Linked DNA regions of Mus musculus: region 1 is linked to region 2. A link is a contact called in public HiChIP or PLAC-seq data. All regions are on one chromosome and are shown on one strand. Each heading gives the region's core, a stretch centred on a gene start, on an enhancer-like site or on the middle of the called end of the contact. The rest is flanking DNA. Distances are from core to core; before and after follow the strand shown. Region 1 overlaps Lpgat1 (lysophosphatidylglycerol acyltransferase 1). Region 2 holds the start of Lpgat1 (lysophosphatidylglycerol acyltransferase 1).

The links. HiChIP or PLAC-seq counts read pairs in DNA pulled down with a chosen protein or histone mark.
Region 1: an HNF4G HiChIP or PLAC-seq map of pancreatic cancer cells shows a contact between it and region 2. The contact joins the enhancer-like site here to the promoter of Lpgat1 in region 2. A contact is called at or near these places in 4 of 39 promoter capture datasets (the C10 cell line, the HPC-7 cell line, embryonic stem cells and 1 more), 4 of 484 Hi-C or Micro-C datasets (the C2C12 cell line, bone marrow-derived macrophages, cortical glia and 1 more), 8 of 115 datasets of contacts at active chromatin or transcription factors (SST interneurons, bone marrow-derived macrophages, craniofacial prominence and 4 more) and 1 of 9 other capture datasets (adipose tissue).

The regions. Positions count from the first base shown.
Region 1 is chr1:191,783,839-191,786,566 of GRCm38.p6, forward strand. It overlaps Lpgat1 (lysophosphatidylglycerol acyltransferase 1), which reads left to right. Exons shown (of 8, transcript NM_172266.3): 8 at 1-417. Among named protein-coding and RNA genes, the nearest start is that of Gm26203, 12 kb to the left of the region's middle. Within about 2 kb of position 1,408, at least 62 of the 459 cell types and tissues checked have an H3K27ac peak or open chromatin away from gene starts, as enhancers often do. A contact at or near this core is called in pancreatic cancer cells, where this site is marked.
Region 2 is chr1:191,716,728-191,719,427 of GRCm38.p6, forward strand. It overlaps Lpgat1 (lysophosphatidylglycerol acyltransferase 1), which reads left to right and starts at 1,297. Exons shown (of 8, transcript NM_172266.3): 1 at 1,297-1,478; 2 at 2,627-2,700. The coding sequence starts at 2,654.

The sequences.
Region 1 (2,728 bases), core at 158-2,657, 67 kb after region 2:
ATGTGTTAAAATGTCTTGCACAATCCTACCAAATAAGTTGAATAGTTACAGTTGAGTCTACCTCTTCTTTTCTTGGCTGGATTTAGGCTGCTGGTTGGGTGAGGCTGCGGCTTTATTTCCCCTCTACAGTACTTTATGTGGGAGACAGATCTAGGGCCTGGAAGCAGACTTGAAGCGTTTTGAGATCTGTTGCTGACCAGCCCTCTTCCCCGAGAGTCTGGGGAAAGCCATTGTTTTTAATGCCCACTTAATATGAAAATGTTTGTTTTAAAAAATGTTTCTTGCTGGTGAAAAATGTATTTTTAAAACGAAAAACCAAATCCTCTTTTGGTCTGAGAAGTCAGCTGTATGAGCAGGTGTGACCGTATCATAACATGCTGATGTCATAGAAATCAATAAATTTTTACCTCTCAGGAATTGGGTGGCCTTGTTCTTAACTCTTAAAGGCTGGAAAAACAGACTAGAGGTGTCTGCATGCAGTTTAGGATGCACAGATACAAACACACATGGAGATGGGGAGGAAGCTGGCTGGCCAACAGAGCTGAGTGGGCCCCTTTCATAGTCAGAGAAACAGTCTTCGGTGGGTGCAATTGAGCCAGTGTACAAGAAAGAAACTGGTAGCCAAGGAGCCAGAAGGAAGCATCTGCTCCTCTGGGACTGGAGTTACAAACAGTTGTAAGTTGTCGTGTGGGTGCTGGGAATTGAACTTGGGTCCTCTGGAAGAGAAGACAGTACTTTCCGGGGAGAGGGGGTGGCAGGGCAGGGGGTGACATTCAAGACAGGGTTTCTCTGTAGCTATGTGGATCCTGGTACTGGCTCTATAGACCAGGCTGGCCTTGAACTCAGAGGGTCACCTGCCTCTGGGATTAAAGGCGGATGCTACAATGCTGGGCTTAACCACTGAGCCCGCCGCTGCAGCCCACCTGGTGTTATTGAGGAAATGTGGAACTGCGTGAGAGGGCGTGAAGGTACCAATTAGTGGTTTATGTTCCTTTGTTTCGCTTTGGTACAAAACTATCAAGTCTTAGCAGTTTTCTACCAGTTGATACTCTATCAGAACCAGCTGGTGGTCAGTTGAGGGTAAAGAAAATAAGTACCCAAAAGGGGAGCAATCTGAAGAACTAGGGTGCTGAGAAGAGGAACGCAAGCTATTAAAGAGAAGAGCAGGCACTGCTGTCCACTGCAGGTGTGCACACTCCAGACACACAAACTGCCAGGAAACTGACTAGAAAGTTAACTTCCTTTCATATCTGCCTACCTGCATTTCTGATGACTGTCCCCTGAAGAGGAGAAAGGCATACATACCTAAGTCACTCGGAATCTCCCTCCAGAGGCCCAACAAGGAGACGATTCAGTGTCGATGACTCAAGCCCTTCCTGTAACCAAGGCTCCCACAATCCACAATACAGCTTTTTGTCTGCCCTGGTGTGTACATGTTCCAGTGAGGACAAAGGGTGACACTCGTTTTGGGCCTGTCTTGGATACGTTGAATGCTGATGTGGGACAATGGGCAACGGCAGCTCGGCTTCAAAAAGCACAAATAGCCAGCACTGCTTTGTGGAATGCAGCCCAGGTGCAGCACTTCACCACCCTTCCCATGCGGAACCTGTGCCGGGGGGCGGGGCGGGGGGAGGGAAGGAGAAAGCAAGAACATTAATTATGTCTAGGAGAGTTCTCACACTTGACAAATTTGCCAGCAGTATCACTTGAAAATGCTTTGAGTTGCCAAATACTTAAAGGATGGTTAAATTTATGGAACTGCCGCTCATTCGTGTAAGTCATGTTAATCAGATGGACAGCTGGCTAGAAGGTTTTGGCTCATACCTAGCATGCACAGGGTTCCATCCTCAGGACTGCAGAGATAAGAAGATTGGTCTCCCAAACACTGCGAGGCACTCTGCAGTCCCCACCCTTGGAACAGTGGATGAACAGGTGACTTGGGAGACCAACCTAGGCTACAGAGTAAGATTCAGCAGTCTCTGCATGGCTCAGTGGCCTTTGGGGTTTCAGAGTTAGGGGGAACCTTGGCATTTCCTTCTTTGGGGTGATGGGTTTCTTTGTGCAATGTCACCCCACCAACAGTACAGTTGGACAGCTGCTTTGAGAACTGAGGACTAACTTGTTCTCAATCCCCAAGTCAGAAGGTGGCATGATGTTGTTGCAGAAGACCCAAGTTAATTCCCAGTTAATTCCTTGTTGGCCTGAATCTCCAGGGCCAGGGATCCTATATGCTCCTCTGAACCCAGCTGCACCACACTCCTACACAGATGCAAATACATGATTTTGAATAGTCTCTCCCTAAAGAATGTCAAGGAATGATAGTATTAGAGATATTGTACCCGAGGCACAGAGAGTGGGTGTGCTTTGTATTGGAAGAAAGCTAACGAGCATGACCATGCTGCTGACCCTACACAACCTGTTGTAATGCCCCCAGACAGCGGCAGGAATGAGCTTTGAGGTCACAAAAACAATTAGGAGCTCAAGGCGGCAAGAGCATAGAGGAAACCGGATTGGCCAGACAGAAGACATTACATACTCTTAATAGAGACCTATTTTTGCTTCTGAGACGTGATGTCACCTGTGTGGTAAGGACCTTGAACTCATTATCAGAAGGGAGAGAAATATTTCTGGTGTTTGCAAGCTGTTCTCCAGCCATGGTCCTCTCTGCATAGTTCTTATAATGGTAGCCATGGCACCTAAAGCTGCTAAAACTTCAGAGAGGTCAGCG
Region 2 (2,700 bases), core at 47-2,546:
GGAAAGAGAGGGACAGTTTTATCAAAGCATGAACATTTTTTTGGTTTGATTTTTTTTTTTTTTTTTTGACAAGGTCTAGTAGCCTAGGCTGGCCCAGGACTCCTGGCACTCCTGCCTTAGCCTCTCTGGTGCTGGGATTATCTATGAGAACCACCACACTGGGCTTTGACATTTTCACAATAAGTGATACTCCTTCAAATATGGCAGTTCCCTAGAGACACGTGAAAACTGCCATCCTAGCTGGGCATTGTGGCTCAAACCTATGACCCCAACTTTGGGGAGAATGAGGCAGGATGTTTTCTACATGTTGAAGGCCAGCCTGAGCTATGTTATAAATTACAGATCAGCCTGGACTACATAGAAAGTAAGGCCTGGTTTTAAAAGAAGGAGAAAACAAACTGCTGCTCTAGTCACAAAGCTTTACCTATTCATAGACAGGATCTCTAACTCATTCTTTATCCTAAGCTAGCCTGAAGCTCACATCAATCCTCCTGCCTCAGCTTCTCAAGTGCTGAGATTAGGAGCATCAGCTACCACACCCAACAAGAGATACTGGGTCTGAAAGGACCCTTGGTTTTGGTGGTTTGGTTTTGTCTTAGGTATGCTGTCTGTATTCCTTATGGTGTTCAGCCTTTGAACCCAAATTCAGCTAATGTCCTAGTAGTGATCAGGGCTGGCTAGGAGTTCTTAAGGCCATTGTATTCAGTATCAAGCATGTGGCTAATTGTTTTTTCTTCATTAATTCAGTTCTATTTCTGTGCAGACCACTGGATTCTCACTGATCTGCCCCCACCGTGTGTGTGTGTGTGTGTGTGTGTGTGTGTGTGTGTGTGTGTGTGTGTAGCGGGATTGAAAATGTTGTCATTCAGGTTTCAGGTGCTTTCCAGAAACAAGAACTCTGGCACTTAAAACAATTGATTTAAAACACTAGACCGTAATGCCTTGGGGAGGTTCAGAAGAAAAGCTCTGAGCCCAAGCGAGTTTCTTTAGGAATGAAAAGGAGAAAGCGTGCCAGCCTGGGGCGGCCAAAGGAGCCGCAACAATGCAGCGCAGCGGCCCTTTTGGCTGAAAGGGGTCCAGGAGGGCCCGAAAGGTCCGCGCGCGCTGGCAGAGCTGGCCTTCTTCCTAGACCTTTCCGAGCAGCGTTCTGCCCCGCCCGACTCGGAGCTCGGCGACGTCCGGGGCCTAGGCCGGGCGGCCCGGGGCGCCCTCGACCGCGCACTAGGGGGTCCGTGGGGCGGGCCGCGCCGCGCCTTCGTTAGAGGGCGCTCAGGGGCGCCGCCGCTTCCTCCCGCCAACCCGCCCCGCCGGCCGGGGCGCACGCAGCCACCGGGCCCTGGGGAGCGAGCGAGTCTCCACGCCGCCCGGGACCTGGAGCCGGGAGGGCCGCGCCGCCGCTGCCGCCGCCGCCGCCTCCTTCCGCCGGCCATGCATTCTTCCGGCTCCCGCAGCCCGGGCTGGGTCCCGGCCTGCCCAAGGTAAACCTGGGGCGCGGCGGGCCGGGCCCGGGAGGCGCTGGGGGCGGGGAAGGGTGCCGTTGGTCGCGTGGCCTGTGGAGGAGGCGGCGGCGGCCCGAGGGCCGAGGGCGCGGTAGGCCCGGGGAGGAGGCGGAGGCGGGGGCGCGGGGCATCGCCCGCCTCCCCGGGACCCGCCCCGGTGACAGGTCCGGCCTCTGAGTCCCCACCGCGCCTCTGTCCGCAGGCAGCCGCGAGGGGACTAGGGCGCCCGCGCGCCCGCTCGCGCCGCGCCTCGGGCCGCCTGGGCCGCCGCAGCCGCGTCCATGACCGCGACCCCCGGGCCAGGGACTCCCGCCGCCGCCGCCGCCGCCGGCCCTCGGCCCTGTCGCCGCTCGCCGCTCGCGCCCACTGAGGTGAGCCCGCCGAGGAGGATACCTGGCCGAGGGGAGCCCTCTGTGGAGAGCCCGCTGAGGGGACCCGGCGGAGGAGAGCCCGCCGCGGCGACCCGGAGGCCGTCCGGCTCCTCACCTGAGGAAACCGCTGCCCGAGCCTCCTCAGCCGGGCGTCGCGGGCTCCACGGGCTCCGCATCCCTCGCCCCTCGGCTTCACCTTCTGGTCCCGCTCCCCTCCCCCTCCCCGCCGGCTTCCTCTCATCTTCCTCCTTCTCCTCCTCCTCCTTCCTGGGCCCCTCTCCTTTCCTTTCCCCTTCAGTGGCGAGGAAAAGCAAGCACCCCGCTCTTGCGGACGAGCCCTTGGGGGAGCCCCGGTAAAGGCATGGCCGGGCGTTTCAGGACCGGCGTGGCGGGACCTCCGGCCGGCGGGTCCTGGTCCGGGTCCAGGTCCGGGGCAGCGTGCGGAGACCGAGGGTCGCAGTGCGGGGCCGCCACCGGCTAGCGGGACGGTCTAGCGTTGGTTAACTGTGTTCCGCCGTGGCCCGTGCCCCGCAGAACGGCTCTCTTGACCTTGTGCGGCTCCTCCCTCCTCACTGTCCCCCTCTGGAATTTGCCCTCGAGATCGCCAGGCGGGCGAGCGAGCGAGCGAGCGAGCGCTGCATCTGGAGAGCGTAGACCCTCGCGTTTTCTTGTATTTTTGTGCTGGAGATTTCTGTGCTGCTGCCGCCGACTGCACCCATTTTTCCTTTTGAAATGATTTTTTCCTTTCATCCCCAGAAAGACAGGACCGACGCCAATGTAAGAATGGCCGTGACCGTGGAAGAAGCTCCGTGGCTGGGCTGGATTGTAGC